5 separate regions of the Sus scrofa genome follow, and regions 2, 3, 4 and 5 are each linked to region 1. The links are chromatin contacts, called in public Hi-C and promoter capture Hi-C maps. All regions are on one chromosome and are shown on one strand. The core of a region is the stretch at or near the end of the contact, and the rest is flanking DNA. Distances in the headings are between cores, read along the strand shown.

Evidence for each region. Promoter capture Hi-C pulls out the DNA fragments that hold promoters and counts their contacts. Hi-C and Micro-C count contacts between places; a contact is called where the count stands out from the background.
Region 2: a Hi-C map of liver shows a contact between it and region 1, with 6 times the contacts expected there. The contact joins the promoter of PSMB4 here to the promoter of RORC in region 1. A contact is called at or near these places in 1 of 5 promoter capture datasets (fetal skeletal muscle) and 3 of 47 Hi-C or Micro-C datasets (embryonic fibroblasts and liver).
Region 3: a Hi-C map of embryonic fibroblasts shows a contact between it and region 1, with 2.1 times the contacts expected there. The contact joins the promoter of POGZ here to the promoter of RORC in region 1. A contact is called at or near these places in 1 of 5 promoter capture datasets (liver) and 1 of 47 Hi-C or Micro-C datasets (embryonic fibroblasts).
Region 4: a contact with region 1 is called in a promoter capture Hi-C map of liver, with 9 times the contacts expected there. The contact joins the promoter of CGN here to the promoter of RORC in region 1. A contact is called at or near these places in 2 of 5 promoter capture datasets (fetal skeletal muscle and liver) and 4 of 47 Hi-C or Micro-C datasets (epiblast stem cells and liver).
Region 5: a promoter capture Hi-C map of liver shows a contact between it and region 1, with 4 times the contacts expected there. The contact joins the promoter of TUFT1 here to the promoter of RORC in region 1. A contact is called at or near these places in 1 of 5 promoter capture datasets (liver) and 2 of 47 Hi-C or Micro-C datasets (embryonic fibroblasts and epiblast stem cells).

The regions. Positions count from the first base shown.
Region 1 is chr4:97,373,204-97,376,088 of Sscrofa11.1, reverse strand. It overlaps RORC (nuclear receptor ROR-gamma), which reads right to left and starts at 1,417. Exons shown (of 11, transcript XM_021089853.1): 1 at 1,170-1,417. All of the region lies in intron 1 of LOC110260324 (a long non-coding RNA gene), which reads left to right.
Region 2 is chr4:97,836,512-97,839,396 of Sscrofa11.1, reverse strand. PSMB4 (proteasome subunit beta 4) reads left to right here and starts at 1,488. Exons shown (of 7, transcript NM_001244455.1): 1 at 1,488-1,669; 2 at 1,912-2,118; 3 at 2,383-2,529; 4 at 2,667-2,748. The coding sequence starts at 1,530.
Region 3 is chr4:97,775,139-97,778,023 of Sscrofa11.1, reverse strand. POGZ (pogo transposable element with ZNF domain) reads right to left here and starts at 1,445. Exons shown (of 19, transcript XM_005663451.3): 1 at 1,095-1,445.
Region 4 is chr4:97,728,963-97,731,847 of Sscrofa11.1, reverse strand. CGN (cingulin) reads left to right here and starts at 1,350. Exons shown (of 21, transcript XM_013997148.2): 1 at 1,350-1,372.
Region 5 is chr4:97,703,281-97,706,165 of Sscrofa11.1, reverse strand. It overlaps TUFT1 (tuftelin), which reads left to right and starts at 1,512. Exons shown (of 12, transcript XM_021089860.1): 1 at 1,512-2,728. The coding sequence starts at 2,666. It overlaps CGN (cingulin), which reads left to right. Exons shown (of 21, transcript XM_013997148.2): 21 at 1-1,361. The coding sequence ends at 23.

The sequences.
Region 1 (2,885 bases), core at 168-2,667:
GGGAGTGGCTCCATCCGGCCCCTCCCGCCTCCCCCCACCCCGCTGATCCTGCCTGGCCCCACCCAGCTTCCTCCCTGACGTGGCACTGTCTCTCTGGCCTCCAGCCTTGCACCTCAGAGCAGTCCTGGGGTGGGAGCGCTCCCCTCTTGGCCCCGGCAGTGGAGTTCTTCCTCCGCCAGGTGGCCCTGGAGCGTTTCCCCTCAGTGCTCACACCTGACCGAGCTTGTGGCCATGGGAGAGGCTGTTAGACCATCCGTGGGGCCAAGGTCCGCCCGAGTCTCTGTCCGCCGCTGCCCCTGGCCAGGTGCCCCACATTCTTTGCAGAAATGAAACCCCACACCGGGGAGGAAAGTGCTGGGCCCGTGGGTTACGGGCAGCAGACAGGGTGCTATTGCTTTCTCCCCCACCCTCTGTCATCCTTAAAGGCAGGGCAGCTTCCTCCATTGCTGGATGAACAGAAGGTGGATGGCCAGCCTCCCAGCCACTGCTGCCCAGAGCGGGTCCCAGCCAAAGGAGCAGTGCCCGCTCCTCCTCCCAGGGGGCGCTCACACTTGGCAGGGCCTGGCCCTGTGCGGCGCTTCCTTCTTCCAGCTTCCCGACTTGGCTCTCCTCCCCCATCCCACCTGTCCCTTCCCTCCTTGCTTCTCCCTTTCTTTCCCCTCCGTGTGCTTCCGGCTTCTCCCGCTTCGCGTTTCTCCTCCTCCGGTCTCTCCTTCCGTTTCTATGGAGACCTGTCCTGTCTCACCGTCCCGCCTTCGCCGGCCAACCCCTCTCTCCTTCTCTCTCCTCTTGCTCCTCCCCACCTCCTCACTTCCCAACCAGTCTCTTCCCACCTCTCCCTGTCCCCTGAACTTCCTGGCAGCCCCTGCCACCTGCCTGCAGGGCCGTAGGGCCTCTTACCCCTCGAGGCTCGGTGGTGTCTCTGTGGGGCCCTGTCCATGGGGCAACTCCCTGGGTGCCGTCCTTGCTGCCCTGGCTGCCCAGGAGGGCAGGGAGCAGGGCCCAGGGGAGGGAAGGGGGGAGGGACAGAGCACCTGGCCCGGCAGCAGGCAGGGGAAAGGAGTGGCTGGCAGAGTGTTTTGGCATCAGAAAGGGACAAGAGGAGACACCGGAAGAACAAAGTTTAAGCCTTGGGGAGAAACAGGGTAGGTGACGGGAAGGGTGCTCACATTTATCGATGGACGTGTGCTGTGTATAAATCTATGATTTTCTCCGATCCTCCCAGCATCCGCCACGAGGCAAACATAGTTGCTCCAGATAACTAGGTGATGCTCCTAAGTGAAGTGATGGTCAAAGATTGTCCCGACTTGCCCAAGCATTTGCATAAGGACCATAAGTGGCTGAGCTGTGCATTGAACACAGGTCTTGCTGACTTTAGAATCATATGCTTTCTACTTGACCAAGACAGGTGATAAGATCAGGGGAGTTGGGGAGGGGAGAGATGAAGATAGGATGGTTTATCTGGGGGATGGGGTCTCTTCTCCAGGATGAGGTCAGAGTCATCCCAGTGGTTTCTGGGTTCCTTGAGGCCTCTGCCGGCTTAGCCTCTGCCATTTGCTGCCCTTCTCTAGAATTCCCTGGCTCCCTGATGCCTCCATATCCTCCCAGTCTTTTGGGGTCGGGGGCAGGCCTGGAGTTGTTTTTGGGGGCACAGGAGCCATGGGAGACGTGCTACACTGCACTAGGTACAGGAAGGAGACCTCCCCGCACCCCGATCCCCCATCACTGAGCAGGGCTCTTCAGGGCAGGGGGCACAGGATGAGGCTTCTGTGAGTCCTGGATGCTTCTATTCTCCTGCCCAGCCTCGGCCCAGAGTTTGATTAGCTGGGCCTGGCTCTCCTGGTTACCCAACAGGCCGGCTGGCCGGGGGCCAGGCTGCAGTGGGGAGGCTCCCTGGCACCTCCTCCTGCTCTCACTCCCAGCTGGTAAACAGCAGAGCAGGAGCCAGCCACGCCTCAGCCTCGTGACGGCAGCCCACTCCCCCCAACCTTGTGCACGTGGCACCTGGCGTGGAGAGGGCAGGCAGCTGTCCCTTTCCTCGCCTGCCCTCCCATCTCACCATCCTCCACTCTTACCCCATCCTGGAACTTCACACGGAGCACCTCCAGCACCTCCATTCCTGGGTAGCTCCCAGACTCTCCCAAGGGCTGTAGCTTATGAGACAGAGGTAGAGAAGGACTCTCCACCTCCTAGGATGGTTGACAAAGGGGTAGGGAGTGGGGAAGAGTGGACGGAAACTCGTGGGGATCTTCTTGTACGGAGAGAGAGTCTGAGGGCATGTGTCTGTGCCTCTGAGCCTCTGATTAGCCCCGTGTCCTTTTGGTAAATGGGTGGCCCACGCATCTGTGTACCTTTCTCTGCACAGAACAGGATGTTGGTCTGTTTGGGGGCTCAGCCCCTTGGGCAGGCTTGGAGTAAGAGGCAAAGTTCTCTGAAGCACCCCTGAGGCCAGTGTCACAAAGACAAGTAGAGCCAGCAAGAGGCAGAAGGAGCAGCGCGCAGGGAGTGCTGGGGCAGTGCTGCCCTGCTGCTCCCTTCCCGCCACCGATGACTGGCTTTGCTTCCACTCAGTGTCCTCTCTGTGCCTCTCCCTGCCAAGCCCTTCCCGCCTGTGGCTCTTCTGTTTTCTGTGCTTCTGTAGCTCATTCCTCTCCCTCTTTTCTCCTTTTGAAGCCTCTCCTCTGTGACTCTGGGTTTTTTAGGTTCCTTCCTGACCTCCCAATCATGGGCAGAGTAGAGGTCATGAGTAGAGTGCCTGGAGATGGGCACTTGGCCTTGGCCTTGTGCCAGGCAGCCCTGCCCACCCCAGATGCCACAGGTCTGGCTGCCTCTCCCAGCCACACCACTTCATGCCACTTCCAGAGGTGGGAAGGGAGGGACTGGTG
Region 2 (2,885 bases), core at 239-2,738, 460 kb before region 1:
AATTGTTTTAAAGTTCATATGATGAGTGCTCAGGTAGCTATGAAAGCAAGGTATTCTAGTGGTTTTGGAGGAATCCCATTAAGCTTTCTGTCATAACAACAGATAGCTGCTAATTGTCCAAGTAAGTCTCTGAGTAAGTAAGATTCACCTGGAATATGGAGTTTGGGAGGAGGTGGCTATTAATTAGAATTGGTAGTAAATAAATAATAATAAAGAAGACGAATAAACAAATATGATTATTAATGAGCTATTAGAAGAAGAAATCAACTACCTAGTTTTCAGCCAAAAGATGATACAAAGAGCAACAGCTGGTTGTCTCTCACACAAGACCTTGACCCTTCCCTTCCAGGGTTTCATGACCTAATAAAATATTTTATTTCAATTAGGCTAAAATTTCATGCGTTGCTTTGGTTCAGATTAACTCAGGGAATTTAAAAAACAAAACTGATTTGGTTTCCCGCTGAGTCAATAATTTAAAATCTAATTGTGTAGGGAGGAGTGGCAAACTATCAGGTTTAGGTTCACCTGTTTGATTCTAGACACTGCTTCCAGCCCCTGCTACAGAACCACATTGAGAAGGGAACGCCTGGAATTTAGTTACATTCCCACAGGCAATGGAATTTTTCTGCTGTTTAAGAGGTAGGTAAGAGCATTTCACAACTAGGTAACTTTCAGAGATTTGTCGAAGGTTCTGCACAGTGAGTGACCCACCTGAGATATTATACACCGCAAGGTACGCACAACTGTAAGATTCCTAGACTCAGATCTACCATTATTTGCTGTGTGATCAGGTAAATCACTATTCAAGTCTCTGTTTCTTACCTATAAAATGGGTCGAATATGCCACATGAGGCTGCTTTGAGAAATACAGAACTTAAGAGATCCTGGGTTCACTGTTAGTTTCGTGTGAGGCTTTTCTTTTCTTTTTATTTTTTTTTGTCTTTTTAGGGCCGCAGCTGGGGCATATGGAGGTTCCTAGGCTAGGGGTCCAATCGGAGCTGTAGCAGCCGTCCTACCCCAGACCCACAGCAACGCGGGATCCAAGCCTCCTCTGCGACCCACACCGCAGCTCACGGCAAGGTCGGATCCTTAACCCACTTAGCGGGGCCAGGAATCGAACCCTCATGGATGCTAGTAGGGTTCGCTAACCACTGAGCCACGACGGAAACTCCTAAAGTGTGGGCTTTTTGATAAGGATCCAAAAAGGAAAGGAGACTTCCTGCCTCCTCGCTCAGGTCAGAGTCTTGACGAGCCCGCCCCCTCCCCATCTGCCACACCACCCTCTCCCTCCTTGAATTTGAGCATCAGAACATTGTTCTAGTCTAGACTCTACCGCTACGTATGCGACGCCTGGCAATTCCAAATCTCTGGGTTTCGGTCGCCACCCAGGATGCTCATACGGTCTGTCCCGACCCTAACAACATGGCTGCGGGAAGTGGCTTTCAGGAAGAAAGAAGGTGTGGCACTGAAGGATCACTTCCGCTTCCGTCGGCGCAAACGCTTTCATTTCTTGAGCTACGGTGACTAAGATGGAATCGATTTTGGAGTCGCGGTCGGGACACTGGGCCGGGGGTCCGGCTCCTGGACAGTTCTACCGCATTCCTCCCACTCCTGGATCCATCGTGGACCCGGCATCCGTGCTCTATGGGAGTCCGATTACGCGCACCCAGTAAGCTCTTGGCGTCTTAGCCTGGGCGGGGGAGAGACCGTGGGGCCTGGTGCGGCCGGCTGGTTCGGGGAGCCAGGGCAGGCGAGGCGGGGACCCCCGGGCGCGCTAACAGCGGGACAGCTCGAGGAGTAGGGCCTGGAGAATGAAAGGAGCCATGGAAAGTCAGAAGCGGAACCCACAGAGCGGGAAGCGGGCCTAGGCTATTCTCCTCCACCTCTCGCCAGACCCTTCTTTATCTCCAGGAACCCCATGGTGACCGGGACCTCGGTTCTGGGAGTCAAGTTTGAGGGCGGAGTGGTGATTGCAGCAGACATGCTGGGCTCCTATGGTTCCTTGGCTCGTTTCCGCAACATCTCTCGCATTATGCGAGTCAACAACAGCACCATGCTGGGTGCTTCAGGAGACTACGCTGATTTCCAATATTTGAAGCAAGTTCTCGGCCAAATGGTGTAAGTCATCTAGAGAATAGGAGTAGTTCCCAGGTGGGGAGGGGAATCCACTGTTTTTATCCCATCAAGATGTTCTAGTGTGGAGGAACTTGAAGCTGCAGTAGAGGATGGGGAGACTTGTTGGGGGGTGAAAGATTCGAGGATGTTTGCAAATAGTTTATTTTAGTGGGTTTAAGAGGGGAAGATTGTGGTCACATCTTTTGGGGGTGGATGGAAAACCCGATTTCTGTTCTCTCCCTTTTCTCACAACCAATTCTTTTTAAGGATTGATGAGGAGCTGCTGGGAGATGGACACAGCTATAGTCCTAAAGCTATCCATTCGTGGCTGACCAGGGCCATGTACAGCCGCCGCTCCAAGATGAACCCCCTGTGGAACACCATGGTCATCGGAGGCTATGCTGATGGAGAGAGGTTGATTTGAATACAAATAACTATCTCTTCTCCCTGAGTGAATCCCACTTCTGACTCAGACCCCTTGGTCCCATCCTTCAGCTAACATATAGAAACCTAAGGTGAAATGAGTTCTTTGACCTATTGTGTCCTGTTAGCTTCCTGGGTTACGTGGACATGCTTGGTGTAGCCTATGAAGCCCCTTCGCTGGCCACTGGTTATGGTGCATACCTGGCTCAGGTAAGTAGTTGGTTGAGGGATGAGGGATAGAAGAAGACAGAAGGCAATAGGGATTAGTGGTTGTCTACCCTTGCAATTCTGACATGAGGAACAGGCTAGGATCCCTACTGCTGGGCAGATGGTTTTCTTTGTGGTCC
Region 3 (2,885 bases), core at 196-2,695, 400 kb before region 1:
GGCTAAATGACTTAAAAAGACTCTCCCGCTCTACCTTTTTCTAAGCTGAAAATGTCCAAGACAAGCAGAGAAACGTCCAGCATTAGCAACAATTTGGGGGAATCCCCCGTGTGACAGGCGAAGAAATCAGGACAACTCGTAGAAAGGAGAGAAAGCAGGTGAATCAACGACATCACTCCTTTTCAGAAGGTGCTAAAAACCTAGAAAAATAGTCCCTGGGATAAACATGGCGCCCACCGCGGCAGGATATAATCATCGGAAAATAAAGATTTTAAGCCCCATCCCATTTTGTAAATCACGGCGCCAGCCCAAAGAAATCTTAGAGCGCGGGGAGGGGGGCTGGGGGGGAGGAGACTTTGTAAACTAACAGCGGTGCGCTAAGGCTTGGGATGTACTATACGACCGAGCGGGAATTACATAACACAAGGGAGCGGCTAAGCAATCACTCATTTTCCTCCTGGAGCTCAAAAAGAGAGCCCCACTCTTGGCCCGGCGGGGGTGGGGCGGAGAGGACCCAGCACTACCCCTACCCCACCCCCGGGGGACCTCGGCCCGCCGCCCCTCCCGCCCGCCTCCCCGGCGCGGCCTCGCCCCCTAGCCAGCCCCTCCCGCCGCGCCCCGCCGTCTCGCTGCTGCCCGCGCCCCCGCCCCTTCCCCGGCGGGCCGCCGCCCGCGCCCGCGCCCGCCCACTCCTCCGAGACGCCTCGCGCCGGGTGTGCGTGTGGACGTCGGCTGTGTGCGGGGCCGTGGGGCGCGAGTGCGCGCGCGCGCGCCGCGGCAGGCGCCGGGGGGCGGGGGCGGCCGGCAGGCAGGGGCCTCCCCGGCCCGGCCCGCCGCGCAACTCGCGCGGCTCCCGGGGCGCACGCACTCACACACGCTCTCGCGCGCCGCACCCCACGCCCGCCGCCGCCGCGGGCCGCGACGCCACTCGAGGGGGGCGGGGGCGCGCGCCACCGGGCCCCCGCCCCCACCCCTCGCGTTCCCGCCCCATCCCCCTCTCATTGTCTCGCCTCGGAACGCCTCGCCGAGCGAAAAGATAACGGAACCCCCGGGAGAAGGGGGTGGGGAGAGAGAAGGCTCGCTCGCTCACTCACCTCCCGTGGTCGTCGCCGCCGGTAGTCTGACCCGAGGAAGGCGCCGTCGCCTTAAAGGGACCTTGCACCCCGCGCCGGGAGAAGGGGGTGGGAGCAGGGGAGGGGACGGGGGCTTGGGGGGAGACGGAGAAGAGGGAACCGTTGAAAGCTAGTCTCCCCGAGGGTGAAAGGAAACCTCCCTCGGGTTCGAGTGATTTGAGGTGGATTTTTTTTCCCGAGGGGGGCGGGGGGCCCCCGAGGGAGGGGGGCGGGGGGGCCGAGGAATGCGGCTCCGTGTACGGGAGCTGGCGCGGGGGAGAGAGACGCCGACTCCCCCCACCGACCCTCTCGCCCCGCGGAGGGATACGACTCGTCACTTCCGCCCTCCCCCTTTCGTGGTTTTTCAATTGGTTGGAGCGCGTGGCACGTCATGGGCTCATCCTAACCCCTGCCCGGGCTTCTTTTCTAGTCAAGTTTGTCTGGGCCTGCAAATAAATAAATAAATAATCTTTCCCAAAAAATGGAATGAAAAATAATTAGCTTCAGAAACAACATCTAAGTTTTGGTGATAAAGATGGGATTTCCAAAGATAATGTTCCCCAATTCACTTGCGGGGACTTTCCAGGGAAATTTTGGGAATCTCCACACTTTCCACTCAAGGCTCTTACCTAACCAAGAGGAGAACCTCATGCCTTAGGCCAGATAGTGAGGCCCAATGGCCCCAACGACTGTCATTAGAACAAAAGCGTCAAAATGGCACTCACTCTTTCTCAAGAGACATGCAGTCAAGTGGCCTTAAGTGAAGAAATTTTAAAAGCCGTTTTTACCCTAGACGCTTCTGGATTCTGGAAGGAAGTCACACATGATTGCTTATTAAGGTGATCATGTATGAAAACTGCTTTGAGATGAGTAGAATCCTCGGAGATCCTCAATTCTAAGAAACTGTAGACTCCTCTTCTGTGCTCTTTGCTCCAAATAAGGCTGACATGGACTGGCCCAAAGATTGATTTGTACATTCAAGACCATCAACCTATTATTTTTCCTCAAACAAAAACTAACCTCTTTCCAAGTGACTAAGAAAGTTTGTCCTTTATTACCTCCTGAGATGATAAAAGCTTAGTATTTTCCTTGGATATTTGAGGAAATAGTTGCTCTTTAATCAATACCCAAACATCTGCTCCAAACCAAATGGTAAATCAAAGTAGTCGTGCAAGGCTGGTGAGATGCAAAAACATATCTATTCTTTTTCTATGTTTACATTCCAAACCACCAGACTATGAAAATTGGCAGTGAAAGTAAGCATTCCAAATTGTGCACCCATGCACATGCATGCACCACCACCCATTTTCATCATCCTATTTCATACCAAAAATATGAGTGATTTCAACTAGTCATTCTTAGGAAAAACTTTATTATTTGAATTGGGAAGATCACCAATCCTTCTGAAAATACTTCTGAAGATTTTCCAGGCCTGATCTGGAAGAGCCCATGGCGGGATTACGGAATCAATCATCAAAAAACATTCTACATGGAGATCTAATCCTATTTTATTCTTTCCCTCCATAATTACTATAATTCATTATGTCATTTGCCTCAGAAATAGTCTTACTGACAAATTTTGCCATATTCTGAGCCTGTTCTGAGTTCTAGCCCAGTAGACTATACCATGTACCATTGATCAATAACCATTAGTGTACCATACTGAAAAGTCATCATACATCTATTCATTTACTCAACAAATATTTATTGAGTACTTATTATATGCTGGGCACTGTTCTAGGTTCTGGGAATGCAGCAACAAAGAAAACAAAA
Region 4 (2,885 bases), core at 101-2,600, 360 kb before region 1:
TCATGGATCCTAGTTGGGTTTGCTAACCGCTGAGCCACGAAGGGACCTCCTGTAACATTTCTAAGGAATGGGACCACAACCTCTGGGAAAGGTCTTAGTGTCCCCTTTGACACCCGTGCCTAATGATAGTTTCTCTGTCAGACTGAGTGCTTCCTTGAGGAACAGATGACGATGACTGTGACTCAGAGGCCTCCTAGTTTTCCTTGCAACCTGTGTTCGTAGTGCTGGGTGGGGTGTCTCCTTTACCACCCTAACTTTGTATTTACTACAAATACAAGTATCCTAATTATTAAGGTGTTACCTTAGGAGAGTTTCCACGTTTCCAATACTTGGGTCAATTAAACAATCTCACATTAAAAAAAAAAAGCAAAAAAACCCCCAGTGATCTAGAGATAACATGGTCCTGGAGGGATGTTTCCTTTCCCTATCCCCACCCTTACAGTTTTTTTTTTTTTTTTTTTTGCTGTTCCTCCCCGGGCCATGGGCCGGTTTGATGACTCTAATCCCTACATAAAGCTTCCCTTGGAATGCAGAGACTTTGCTTCCCTGCCTAGGAACTGGGAGGTGGACTTTACCCTCCAGGTCCTACACGTAGGCTTTGAAGTTTGGGGGGAAGGGAAGGAAATGTGCTCTCAGGAAAGCCCTAGACTGTCAGTGGCAGGTAAGATTCCTCTTCAATCCTCAATAGGTACACAATAAATAGTTGTTGAATAAATACGTGAGAATATCAGAACCTAGCAACATAAACTAAGTCAATCTCTTACATACCTCAACGATTAAAACCTAGGAGGCCAGATTTCGCTGTTTAACTACAGCTAGAAGATAAGCAGAGTGCCTGCAGTTGGTTGAGCACCCCTGCCTTTACTCGTCAAGGGACTGGAGTCAATTTCCCCACTTCCTGAAAGATTAAAATGGATTTACAACCTGGGGTTGAGATCCCCTTCTGTTTAGAATGACAGTCATTCCTATTCTGTGGAAACTCACCCCTCCCGGTTCCCATTCATTCATTCACTCATTCAACAAATATTTATTAAGCATCTAACAAATGTCGGTCCCTGTTGCAGGCGTTTGGGATAAAGCAGAGAACAAAGCAAGAGATCTTTGCCCTGGTGAAGCTTGGCGTAGGGCGAGACAAAAGACAAATATGATATTTAGATTTAATTACATAACTTGGAAGGTGATAAACACTACAGAGAAAAAGGCACCAGGCTGCATGATTTGGGGAGGCCAGGAGACGGGGGAGAATCCAAGACAGGGGTCTGGCTCGGGTTGGGGAAAAGGGAGACGGAGCTGATGTGGAGGCTCTGACGTCGGGGGACTGGGAGATATTTTCCGCAGAATGCGACGGAAGAGGATTCCAGCTTATGCGGAGGTAGGTGAAGGTCAGAAGACAGTCCCCTTGCGAAGCCGGGAGGCGGGGGATTGTTTTGCAGCAGAGGCGAGAAAATGCTTTGGCGGCTCCCGACCCCGGCCTGGCGGGGGCGGGGGCGGTCGCCAGCGGCTGACCACTACGCCCCCAAAATGGCCTCCCGATGCCCCTCGCCGCCCCGCCCCCGGCCCACGTGACCCAGACAGCCCCTCCCGCCCACCCGGGCTGGCGACCCCAGGTCCGGGTCCCTGACGCGGCCGGCCCGCCCCTCGTGGGAAACGGACCAACTGGAGGAAGGGGAGGGCGGGGCAGGTGGTGACGGCCAATGGAGGTGGAGCTCCGGAGGGGAGTAACAGGTTGGTGGGAGGGGGAGAGAGAAGGAGGGAGCGCGGAGGGACAGAGGGGGAGGGCCCGGGAGCCGCGCGTGCAGCTCTACCCGAGCCCGAGCCCGAGCCCGGGAGCGCCGAGCCCGGCTGGGGTGAGTGAACCGGGCGGGGGCAAGGGCACCTGAAAGGCAGGCGAGCCCTCAGGTGTACCCCTGAGGGGTGGGAGTCGAGGCGATCTGAGATACCCAGGGCACAGGTGCTGTGTTGGCGAGAGGAGGAGGGGAGGTCGAGGTAGGGTGGGAGCACTGATTAAGAGCTGGCTCCTGTCCTCAGGTGCCAGAGGCAGGTGCTTGGGAAGGTGCCAGGTGAGGGGCACCTGAGGCTGAGGCTATTCCCAGGGCATGAAAGTGTTTCAGGGCCAAGATAGCTCTGGTGGTCAGACGCCAGTTCCCGGGGCAGGATTTCTCAGAGGCGGGAATGGTGGGGGGAAGGAGTGTTTCCTCAGTTGGGCAAAGGGGACTGCTGCCTGAGGTTCGGAGACATAAGTGAGAGGGCGTGGAAAGGTGCTGTTTCCCTGAGGTTCTTTCCTCCGACGGCCAGTCCGAGCTGGCGCTGATACCTCCCTTCTGACTTTGAGATGGCTCTGAGGTGTGCAATCTTTCTCTAACCATTGCTCACCTACAGGGCAAGACAGGTGCAATTAACAGGCACTGAGAAGTAGAGCAAGAGGGCACCCCCATGTCTGCTAGGTGTGAAACGAAGGCTTTCAGTTTTTGTCTTCCTTTGCTTTCTTGCCAGGGAGAATTTTTCCTACTTCCTCTTGAGAGAGTGCTCTACAGGAGAGGGATCTGAGTAAGCATAGATCCCGAGGTCTTCAAAATATGTAGAAATACATCTTTCTAAAGAGGCCTCTTCCTGGGAGCTAACGTCAACCCCCCTCTCCCCCCCAAGCACATACTTCCATGGTTTTAGATGGAGCCATTGGGTGACGTTTGGGAGCTTAACCAGGTTCCTTGATGCTTCTCCGAAAATCCCTATTACTTTCTGAAACCCCATCGGGCATCCCTGACAGCTGGACGGTGATGGCTATCAGGCAGTAGGCATTGGTTCAGGAAACTGGCGGAACTCTTCAGGAGACCACCCGAGTAGGGGATTTAGCCCGTCCAGGTCTCCAGGCTGGATGAGAGGTG
Region 5 (2,885 bases), core at 263-2,762, 330 kb before region 1:
ACCTGCAGACCAGTTCTTGTTAGCTCATGGTCCACAAGGCCCAGAAACCACACTTGAGGCCTGTCCTGGCCAGTCCAGCTCTGCTCTGCTCTGCCCTGCCCAGCCTCAGATCCCCGTTGCTGTGGGAGACCCAATTATTCAGACCTATGACAGGGAGGGGTCTGGGTGATGGTGATAAAAAGGCATCAGTGTTGAGCTGGTGGATGGGCTTTCCCTTTCCTCTGGAGGAGTGGGCGTTTTAGCCAGCTGAATCCTCTCCTCAAGTGCTGACTCCCCCCACCCCGACTCCCTCACAGCAGCAGCTCGGTCAGCATATAGGCTGATTGAGCAGGAGAGGAAGGGATCGAAATTGCCATGTGTATAAAGCTTTATTTCTTTAACCCTACACCCCAGGCTCAGGGAAATACCCTATATGATTCTGCTCCCTTGACTCCTGTAACTCATTTTCCTCCCATTCTGGAGCAGGGTAAGGAGGACATAATGGGTAACGGACATGCTGGCGTGGCTCTACCCACTTCTCAGATGCTCTTCTTTGCACAGTCATGGGGCCCACGTGGTAGTCCCCACCTGTCTCCAGTCCTATATTTTTTGTCTTCCCCAGGCCAAGATCCAAGGGACCCTTTCTCCTCCCCTTCCCGTCTTTACCATTTCCTCCTTTCTTTTCAGTGCCTTAGCCGGGGTGAGGAGATAAGGATGCCCTTCTTGCCTTTTATACCTGCACATTCATACCTCTCCAAGAACCCCTCCTGCTGCCCCAGTGACCGATGGACAGAGCTACCAGCTTCTCTACTTAGGAACCCCTGCGAGAGGGACTTTGGTAGGGCCATGATAAGGTGGTGAGGCCTGGTTCTGCTCAGGGTTTCCATCCTTCCTCTTCTCCCTCTCTGACTGGATGTGCTTGTAAGATGGTCACACCTGGGAACCCTAACAACTGTCTACACAAGTTCGAAAAGCAAAGGTTTTGGTCTCTGTGGCCTTGTGATCAGATGTGCCCAACCTCACTAGGGAACTGAGGGACCCTCAATATCTCAGGAGCTTGGTCCTCATACAGAGGGGCTAGAGGCTGACTCTTGGTAGAAATGGAAAGAGGCAATGGAGGATTTATTCCTCCTTTGGGATTTGGGGAGAGCCAAGTTCTGGTGGGGAGGAGGTAAGGGAGATGATTCATCTCTCTTATTTCCTAAGCAGGCTCTGTACAGAGCCTTGAGGAGGGAGAAGTCTGTTTTCACCAATAACTTGTGATTTTGTGATTAAAAAAAAAGTTCCTCTATTCTGCAAATCATATATTATCTCCCAGTTCAATCCAATCCAGCATTGAATTTATTTTAAATTAAACATAAAATTATATATCTATTCTGAAATTTTTGACTTGTCTTCTCATTCTCCCCCATCTTAACTTTATGAAGAAACCATTTTATTGTTCAATTTAGAGACCGAAGCTGGGGTTTTCTTAACTTCACTTTTTAGAGGTCCTTTACAACAGATCAGATGGAACCTAGGGAGCCTTAGGTTCCCTAGGTTTCCTTTATTTCCTTAAGAAATAAATGGAGTATTGGTAACAGCTCCCTTCTCTCCTGAACAACATTCTGGGAAGAACAAGGCCAGTAAATGCCTTCGAGGGTTAGACTGGAACTGGTTTTTTTTTTTTTTATTCCTTGGGAACATAGGGATAGCCCCAGCATTCACCTCTTAGACACAAAGATAGCCATCCATTCCTACCTGGCATTCCTCTTGTGTTGCCTTGAACAGGGAGCTAGCTGATCAGCAGAGCCTTCTGTCAGATTCAGGCTTTCTGCCCACTCTGGAGTGGGTCAGGCCTCCTCCTGTCATGTCCATATGGACCATAGCCTGGTGGAGAAGCCATATGCTAAGAGCAGCTGGACTGGAAGAGGCTCCAAGATCTTTCTTGATCATCCTCTCTTCTAGGTCCTTAAGATGCTAACCTGGGCCAAGGGAGCAAATGTCATTGGAGAAGTTAAGGTTCATCCCTTCTCAAGAATACAAATTCCTTTTAAGGCAATGTGTCCCGCCTCTCCCATCCATATAAGGGCAGCTTTGATATAATAGCTTCTGCAAAACAAGCCCCACCCAGAGCCAAGCTGGCTTTGACTTTGGCCTGGGCTTTCTGCCAAGGAAGGGCACCTGCCAGACTGGCTTAGGCCAGTCTGAGTGAGCTGGCCCTGGCAGCCTGTATGGCGGAGGAAAGGTTTCTCAGTTCTACAAAGCCTACAGGCTGGCCTAAATATAGGGAGAGGAGAATGTATGGAAGGTTTTTTTCCAATTTTGCATCCTCTAGGGGCTGGCAGGGTGAACCTCTCTTACCAACACTGGCCTTAGAGTTGAAATGAGAGGGCAAGACTAACGTTTGAGGTACAATCATATAACACTGGACAAAACTTCAGTTAAGTAGATAGTAGCTCCCAAGCCCCACCTTTAGGTAAATCGGAGCGAGCGCAGACGGGCGTGGCCTGAAGCCTCTAGGCTACGCCCACTTCACAATTTTGCTCAGTCATTGGCGAACCGCGTCCTGGGGGCGTGTCCTATTGCCAGCCTCCGCCCCTGACGCACCTATACAAGGGGGGGGCGGTTCGGCGCGCGCTCGCCTAGTAGGAGCCAGACTGCAAGGCGGAGGGCTGTGTGTGTGTTCCGTGACCCTCTCGGGAAGATGATGAACGGGACGCGTAGCTGGTGTACACTGGTGGACGTGCACCCGGAAGCGCAGACCTCGGTAAGAAAAAGCGACCACGTCGCCTCCCTCGCTCGGTACTCTTGGTTTCTAATTCCGCCCCAACCGTGCCCCGCGCGGAGTTCGCTGACATCACCTGGTGCCGTGCGGTCAGCCCCTCACGGCGCTTCTCTTTTTGTACCGCCTCGCGGCGGGCAGT